2 separate regions of the Mus musculus genome follow, and region 1 is linked to region 2. Evidence: chromatin contacts called from public Hi-C data. All regions are on one chromosome and are shown on one strand. The core of a region is the stretch at or near the end of the contact, and the rest is flanking DNA. Distances in the headings are between cores, read along the strand shown. Region 1 has its middle 7.0 kb from the start of Gm35891. Region 2 has its middle 35 kb from the start of Gm37548.

Region 1 (4,251 bases), core at 1,089-3,588, 200 kb after region 2:
CCTCCATGTTCATCTATACAGGGTGACCTGCTTCTTGTTCTTCTGTATGCAGTAACCTCACCTCTCTATTCAACTCTCTATAATAAACATGTTAAGCTTCTAAGGTGTGGTGATCTCTCTAACAGAGGTCTCAGTCCACCTGGTCCCTGCTTTCCTGTGTGTCCAGATGTCTGCTTTTCCTTCATTCCCTCGCTGTCCAGGTTCAAGTCCCAGGAGCCATGCTAGGATACAGCAACTTATACACATAAAACAGAAGTAAAAATTAAAAAGTATTAGAAGTAACTTGCCACAAGCTGGAGACGTGTCTCGTGGGTAAACTGCTTGCTGGACCAACACAAGGACCTGAGTCTGGATAGCTAGAACATACCTAAAAAGTATGAGGTGTGACGCACGTGCCTATGATCCTGGTGCTAGGATACAGATAGGCAGAAGGACCCCAGGGCTTCCTGGCCAGCCAACTGAGCCAGGTGGTAAGCTCCAAGTTAAGTGAGAAACCATGTCTCAAGAGGTAAGGTGAAGAACATCAGAACACCAATGATACTGACCTCTGGCCTCCACACATACACACACATGTGCACAAACACACAAGTACACCACACACACACACACACAAATGTCTTGACACATTCTTCTTTGAAAATCTTGCCTTGATTTCTTTGAAAAGCTCCCAATTTGTCCCCATTTGGAGAATGAAGTATGATGCTGGTTATCCTAGTTGTTCAAGTCACAACTATTGGGAGCCTCTCTCTGTACCGGAAGCATCCGCGTGGAACAAGCAGGCTTCACAATCCCACACCTCCACAATGTGGAAATGAGCATGTTCTCGCCATGTCAGGCCGGCAGCCAGGCGCATGCCACTCACTCGTCAGGCAGGCACTGACCCCACTCCATCACAGTCGGCATGCCAAGAGCTGGGCATGGCAGAGTGGAGGTGACATGCAGGACACCTGCCCTTCCGCTTCTGTGCCAAGCAATCAGTGAGGATTCAGCTGTGAGCCACCACCGCAGACATGTCAAAGGAGCCGTAACTCAGCCGCAAATTAAGTGTAGGTATGTTAGCTGGTCTGTTACAGGCTTTTCTATTTTCCTCGTCTCACATTTTGCAATTGATAAACAAAGAGTTCGCCAATAAGGTGCCAAAAAGAACATCATAATCAGGAAGTTTCAGTGATTTTGTTGTATGCCACTACTAATAAAAGGATTGATAATGGAAATAAACTGGGAGGTAGAGGAATGAATGGCAATATATATATATATATATATATATATATACATATATATACATATATATATATATATACACACATATACATCATATACATCATATACATCATATACATATACATCATATACATATACATCATATACATCATATACATCATATACATATACATCATATACATATGCATATACATATACATATACATACACGCACACATAGATTTTTCTGATAATGTTCCATTTCTTTTTTCTTTTCTTTCTTTTCTTTTTTTTTTCTTTTTTTGGGGTATGTGTGTGTGTGTGTGTGTATGTGTGTGTATGTGTGTGTGTATGATACAGTCCAGGCTGTCCTCAATCTCAAAATGTAGCCAGAAAGGGCTTTGATTTCCTAGTCCTCTTGCCTCTGACTCCTGGATGCTTGTATTATAGGTTGGCTCGTTTTAGCACTTATTTTAATGTTCATGAGTCCTGCTTCTCAGGTAATACCAAGGGGAAGTTAAGAAGCAGAATCAAAATAAAAATAAATGTATCTCTGTCCCACCAACACATTATTGTCACACTGTCCAACAGGCAAATGTGTTTTAAATGAAAGATATTAGTCACTAGTTTTCCCTTAACATCTCTTCCAAGTGAAGGAGGTTTTTGGGAAGCTTGTCTTTCTAGCCTGTACATTCTGTCTCGGGCAATCAATGAGAAAACATTTTTTTGACAAGTCAAATGTCCATGATTAAGAGGAGAAACAGCCCTCTCTCTGCAGAATATATGACTTACTCCTTCTCGGTCCCTGAAGGTATCAGTCTGCGTTTCACTGCAGACGCAGCCCTGTGTCTTGGTCAGTGCACACATTAAAGGCTCCATCATCCTCTGCTACTTAAGAGAGAGATTTAACATTAGCTCGTGTTAGATGTAAAGGAACAACCTTCTCCATTGAAAGAGAAATTTTATTTCTCAGGGAGAAAAAATACTGCATGCAGTCACTCCGGTGCATTATGAACCTGCTACTGCGTGTGGAATTTATGGTCGAGGTCTCTTCTCTTTGGCAAGGATTCTTCACCTCTAAAGGCAGAATTAAAGATCTCAAAGCTGCCCCAAAAAAAGTTCCACGGACCTTTAGTGCCATCTAGTGCTCAAAGTCTGTCATGCCTCACCAATGGCTTCCTCTAGGAATTTGAAGAGATGGAGGCCCTGGCAGGGAAAACTCTGAGAGTTCTAAGTGGGCTTGGCAGTAAACAGCATTGGCCCACACCAGAACTGTTGTGCCTGAAAACAGTGTCCTGGATACATGACATTTCCACACTGGCTCCCATAAAGAGCTGCTACTGGATCTCATGGCTGCCCCCTGCTTAGTCATCTGCTGGAAGCAAGCTATCTAGAGTGGATGGTGTGTGTGTGTGTGTGTGTGTGTGTGTGTGTGTGTGTGTGTGTGTGTGTTGCATACACAAGAGGAGCCTGAAAATGTTCCATGCTGAGAGCCCTACACCATTCCAAGTGGCATCAGGAAGGGACACATGCAAAATCACCCCACATGACTTCTACATTTAGATCCTGGGGTCAATATCCTGCACTAGAGAGGCCTTCCTCCTCTGTACTCTGGTTATAAACAGAAGCCAGATGTAGGCTACATGAAAGTGAGGTTAATGGGTCTTTCTAAGGGCACCATGGACAGCAGCTTCTGTGGTTGGTGGCATGTGATCTAGATACTGCTACAGAGGTAGCATCTCTGTGTCATCGCTACTTGCCAAAAGCAGAGGAACAAAGCTGTCAGAGGCTTGAGGATTTAATCTATAACTTCCCTTCCTTTCCTACCAACCTCTGTTCTAGCTGCTGTCATTTTAAGAATCAGGTTTAAATGCTATGTCCCAAACCTGTGGCACTGTGGAATGGAGGTGTAAGTTATAAGGGGTTGGGCAGGAGGTTAGGTCACTGGGCACATGCCCTTGCAGATACTATTAGGACCCTGTGCTCTCTCCTTCTTGTTTCCAGGCTGGCGTGAGGCAGCCTGACCTCCTGTATCATGTGATCCCACCATGGCACGGTGTGAGGACACAAGCCCAAAACAAAAGTGACCATGGATGGAAAGCATGCCCACAAGTCAACCCTTTTCCTTAGACATCCTTTTGTCGTCTTCTTCTTCTTCTTCTTCTTCTTCTTCTTCTTCTTCTTCTTCTTCTTCTTCTTCTTCTTCTTCCTTTTTTTTTTTTTTTTTTTTTGAGACAGGGTTTCTCTGTATAGCCCTGGCTGTCCTGGAACTCACTTTGTAGACCAGGCTAGTCTCGAACTCAGAAATCTGCCTGCCTGCCTCTGCCTCCCAAGTGCTGGGATTAAAGGCATGCGCCAACACTGCCCTGCTCCTTTTGTCTTCTTATACAGTATCTAAAAGCTGGCTAACACTTTGTCCCTAAACTTTAAGGGGAAGGTCAGATGGGAACAGATGGGAAGATGGTACATCAGTCTTTTGTATCTGTGAGGAAGAGAGTTGGCGATGATGGGAAACCATTGTTGGCATTGCAAGGTTCAGAACACCCAGGATATAAAACTCAAGCCACGGGTATCTTGGAGACGCTCTCAGGATCAGGCCAGCAGCTGAGTGTGGTCACAAGTACCTCCCCTACTTCCTTCGGTGCAAAGACAGCGCATCCAGCAGTCATGGCTCTCTTTCATTCTGTGCCCTATTTTTAAATATCTCTTGGTTATTTTCTGATATGAGTAGAGGATATTAAAGTAAAAGGTAGGTAGAACAGATATTCACTACTATAATCCCCTATTTCATCTCCTAACAGAATGTGTGTGACTCCTCATCAGAAGGACTGTGGCTTCTTTACTCACCCTGTCCTGAAAAGCAGGGCTACTAAAGGACCTGCCTGGCTGGGTTGCTGTCAGGATCAAGAGTGCTGCCATATGTTAAATGCTCCTGAGTGCACTAAATGCTCTTAACAAACTTAGCTGTAGCTACTAAGACTAGGAGCACAAACAAGGCTGGGGGGAGACAGGGATGCCTTGCTCTCCAAAACGCCTGTGGTTGAGTGAGTA
Region 2 (4,335 bases), core at 352-2,851:
TAGAAGCCCCTTGTAGCCTGGAGTCCCAGCCGGCAATGGTATCGATGGCCCTCGGTTTCTGGACCCCAGCTCTCTTGCTTCGGTCTTCCGTTAATCAGATCCATTGTAATTACAGTTTGTTGGGCTTGCCAGGATAACCAGGGGAAAGCTCTCCCATCTTAAGATTTTTGACTGTAATCTCATCTGCAAAGTTCTTTTTGCCACATAGGAAAACACATCCGCCAGCTCTCTGGATTCCGCGTGGACACAACTGGGGAATGTGGTGCGCTCATCTGCTCACCTGACTCATCTTCTAGGAATGTTGGGGGATCCAATCAGAGGGCGTGTGTCTGCCAGAGCCTCAAAAACATCTTTGGCTTCATCCTCCTTGCTCTTTCTGCTTTTTTTCTACCCCCTATTTTATGACTGATGATCCTCTCCCGTTTCATCGCTCCTTGACACCCAGTTCCGGATGAGACTCAGTGTTTGCTTCTGATGGAGAAGAAGAGTCGCTCTGCCCTTGGCAAGCAAAGAAGAAAACTAATTTCAGCGCATGAGTTTACAAACTTTTTTGCAAAACAAGTTTGGAACGCTCTGCCACCAAATATTGTCAATCAGCATTCTTGGCACGCCTGCTTCATTAGATGCTATGCAAGTCATGCGGGTCTTCATCGTTGTTGAAACAGCGAATCTGCGCCTTCTGTGTGGTTCCAAATATTTGTAATAGAGCTGCTTCTAAATATATAAGCATGGCATCAGGCCTCACATGGCAATCCTCTCTCTATGGTGACAGGGAGTATCAAGCCCAGCAATATCACCCTGGGGAGTTTTGCTCATGATAATAGAGTATCAGAGAGGCCGAGGGAGCAACGAATGTACAACAGGGTGAGGCCCGATGGGCAGCTCTCTTTGCTGAAGGAGAAACAGCTGGGAATCCACTGTGGATGTTACAGAAAATGAGAACGTTTCTCAGAAATTAAGTTCAGGGAAGATGAAATCGAAAGCACAAGGAAAAAAATGCTCGCTGATTTTTTTTTAAAAAGCATGCTTAAGAAAAGCTAAAGTAACACGGCATTCTTCATCTACTGCTGGAGGACTGGCCAAGTTGTCTTTGTTTCCTTAGCACTGTTTCTGTCTTTTCTATTGGTTCGCAAGCACTCTTTGTGTATTTGGGCAATTAACTCTTAGATGTCTTTGCTTTACTGGTGTTAGACAGGGTTTTTTGTTTGTTGTTGTTGTTGTTGTTGTTGTTTTGTTTTTGTTTTTTTGAGCAGAAGTTTTAAATCTGAGTTCAATCAGACCTATCAATTTTTTATTCCTTTATGCTTTGCAAATTCATTCTTAAGATCCTGCCAAGATCATTAAAATTCCACCCACTAGTAATTAAAAACGCAAATAAAAGGGAGATTTAATTTTGCACCTATCAGATCTACTCGGTCACTTCTTCAACATTCGTCGGATGCCCTCCTCATGACAAGCCTGGGAAGAAAAGGCAGAAAAATATAGGGAAAGCTCTGCCTGGGTGACAGACATTCCTGTTGTGTTGAGTCAAGAGAGGCACAAGCGTGATGAGGAAAGTGCATGCTGTATGAATAATAAGCACCGTGGGATAAAGGGAAGCTGGGAAGGGGGACAGGGAGGGTGGTAGGGGAGCAGCTGGCCATTTAAAGGCATGGCCAAGGAATGGTACTGCAAGGAGCTATGCTGGTACCCAGGGAAAAGTGGTCCAGGCAGGGCTTTTGACGTGCTCCATGTGGCTGGAGACAGCTATAAGATTGGAAATAGGCAGGAAGGGCAGGCGGAGAGGTTTAGGACCTATCACCAAAGAACTGCTGGTCTATTGTAAGAATACAAGCTTTTACTCTAAGTAAGATAACACCCATGTGTAAAGGCTTCGTTCTCAAGGTAGTGGAACCTTTAAGAGCTAGGGCCTAATGTGAGGTTTTTCAGTAATGGGGCTTGTACCAGAAGATACAAGTAGTGGGATTCCCCTCTTTCTCCCTCTACCCTTCCCCCCCCCCCAGTTCTCTCTTCTCTCTCCTCTCCGTTTGCCCATCCATCCTCCATCCATCTTTCTCCTATCCTTCCTTCTATACCATTCTCTCTCTCTCTCTCTTCCTAGAAATGAGGACAGAAGCTTTAATCTCTCCACATGGTCTACCCCATGCTGTCTCTCTCCAATGCTAAAGTGACCTCTTATCTTTAAGGTTGCCTGTCTTGGATAGCTCTTGTGAGATTCAGGAGACTGGCTGACTGACTGGCACAGATAACTTGGGAGGATGTTTCAGCACAGAATGATGCTATTTTACAAATTACTATATTCTGTTTTTCCTGTTGAAATGGACTTCTAGAAATAGGCGAGCTGGTGAGGTGAGAGACTATAGTGACTTGAGCCATGAAGTAGTCAGGCATTGGGAGTGACAGATGAGGGAGCTAATACTGAAGTCTTGAGCCTAGGCACACAAAAGGTTGGAGTAGTCAGTGAATGAGAAGATCAACCTACAAGTGAAGCAGAATTGGGGTGAGGGAGTCGGTCGTGAGAGATGGATTGAAGGCTTTAGTGTCAGGGCATGTTGGTCTGTCCTAGAAATCCAAGCCAGTTTGTCAAGTAAGTCCCTCAGCTCTTTTCCATCTCTAGGTTGGAGGCATCCTTCTGGGAAAGGTCTTGCATAGGGGTGGGATTTCAGGTTTGCAGATGGCTTAGAGACTGACAAAGATTAGGAACATTGACAAAACCAATTATTAACAGGTGCACGTATTTATCTGCTTCCATCTAAGGATAACAACCCCTATGGAAAACAGTTAACTCTGGACATCAAATGTAGAGATGTGTGACCCTGAGCCAGCGATTCCATTTCTAGGAATTTGTTTTAATAACAGAATCCAATAGTTCCATAAAAGTAGCTGATTATTATAGTGAAAGCTACATACGAACTACATGGATTTACAGTGACATGTATAGAATTACTATGAAACGGCCAGAAAATCTGCAATTTAAAGATTTGTATTCACATGAGCTGTGGAAGCTATAATCTACCCAAGAGCTCAGTAAATACAGCCTAATATGTAGCCTGCATTTGTGTTGTCCTTAAGTTTAGGCTGTGCCCCAGGAGAGGACAATTGCAGTAATGATGAGCCCGCTCCCTGGGGTGGTCAGCTAGCATTTTATTACGAAGGCTGTACTCCAGAGGCGATTACTAAAAGCCCTTCTGTAATTCACATCTCTAATCAACAAGAAAGGTTCTGCTAATTAGCATACTGAATTTCAGAAATGGGTTTTCATAGGGGAAACTAATGGGGTGCTAATGAGCATAATGGATATTCAAAATGGGCAGTTGTTGGTGAAATTTGTGACATTCAAGAGCAGAGAATCCACTAAAATGTTCTAGGAACACCTTGTTCTCTCACATGAACACAGCAGGAAGCATTCAGAGGATCCTGAGGCCTGTAATGTGAGAGTTTTTTCCCATGAACCTCCATCCTTACCATCTGGCCATACTTTGAATCCAGTTATCTATTTCCGGCTGTAAGAGGTAAAGGGGTCATTTTTTATTTTTTTCTACAGTGCAAAGACTGAACCTCATCTAAGAGAAAGCAATATCTGACTCTGGTAAACACATAGACAGGTAAAATCGATCATTTCACAGGTGACCGTTTATCTGCCGAGTGTGTGCTCAGGGGGTAGAACAGCTTCAGGGATCTGTCTTCCTTGTACCAGGGATCAAGACGATCCTGGGGTTTAGCTAACATTCAAGTCTCTCTAGTGTCCTCAGTGTTAGATCTCTATTGTCCCTTGGAAGATGAGCCTCTGGGCTTGCCTGCAGGAAATTAAGTTGCTGAGATTCATCGAAGTGGGAAGGTCTACCCACTAGCAGGGTACAAGAGCAGAGCCACATTGTTCTCTTCCTCCTGACTGTAAACAAACCAACTGCTTCAGACTCAGCTGCAATGATGGAGGGAACTGTGAGCCAAAACAAAGCCTTTCTCCCTTAAGCTGCTTCCGCCAAAGTGTTTTATCACAGAGAGAGGAAAAATGACCAAGACACATGGCCGCACTTTTAACTCCAGACAAGTCCAAAATATGTGCAGGACTCAGGCAAACATCTGTATGGGAGGGATGGGGTCAGAAGTAGAAATGAGACAAGCCAGTCTTCCCAAAGTATGCTGGGGTTGAGGACGTTCCAAGTGGGAAAAGAAATGACTGCTATTGATGGATTTTTTTTTATAGCAAGAAAAAGAAAACACAAAGCTTAAGAAAATGTCTTTTAAAAACCAAAAGTAAAAAAACAGAAAGCAGAGGGGATAAAGAATGTGGCGAGGCAGACATGTTAAGTGAGAAAATATCTAGAGTTTCCC

The links. Hi-C and Micro-C count contacts between places; a contact is called where the count stands out from the background.
Region 1: a Hi-C map of forebrain shows a contact between it and region 2, with 2.6 times the contacts expected there. The contact joins two enhancer-like sites. A contact is called at or near these places in 3 of 39 promoter capture datasets (hippocampal neurons and liver), 54 of 484 Hi-C or Micro-C datasets (the AML12 cell line, the BV-2 cell line, the C2C12 cell line and 29 more), 5 of 115 datasets of contacts at active chromatin or transcription factors (bone marrow-derived dendritic cells, embryonic basal ganglia, embryonic stem cells and 2 more) and 1 of 9 other capture datasets (embryonic stem cells).

The regions. Positions count from the first base shown.
Region 1 is chr3:51,119,848-51,124,098 of GRCm38.p6, forward strand. No RefSeq gene overlaps it. Among named protein-coding and RNA genes, the nearest start is that of Gm35891, 7.0 kb to the right of the region's middle. Within about 2 kb of position 2,339, at least 32 of the 459 cell types and tissues checked have an H3K27ac peak or open chromatin away from gene starts, as enhancers often do. A contact at or near this core is called in cortical neurons and forebrain, where this site is marked.
Region 2 is chr3:50,921,925-50,926,259 of GRCm38.p6, forward strand. No RefSeq gene overlaps it. Among named protein-coding and RNA genes, the nearest start is that of Gm37548, 35 kb to the left of the region's middle. Within about 2 kb of position 1,602, at least 22 of the 459 cell types and tissues checked have an H3K27ac peak or open chromatin away from gene starts, as enhancers often do. A contact at or near this core is called in cortical neurons and forebrain, where this site is marked.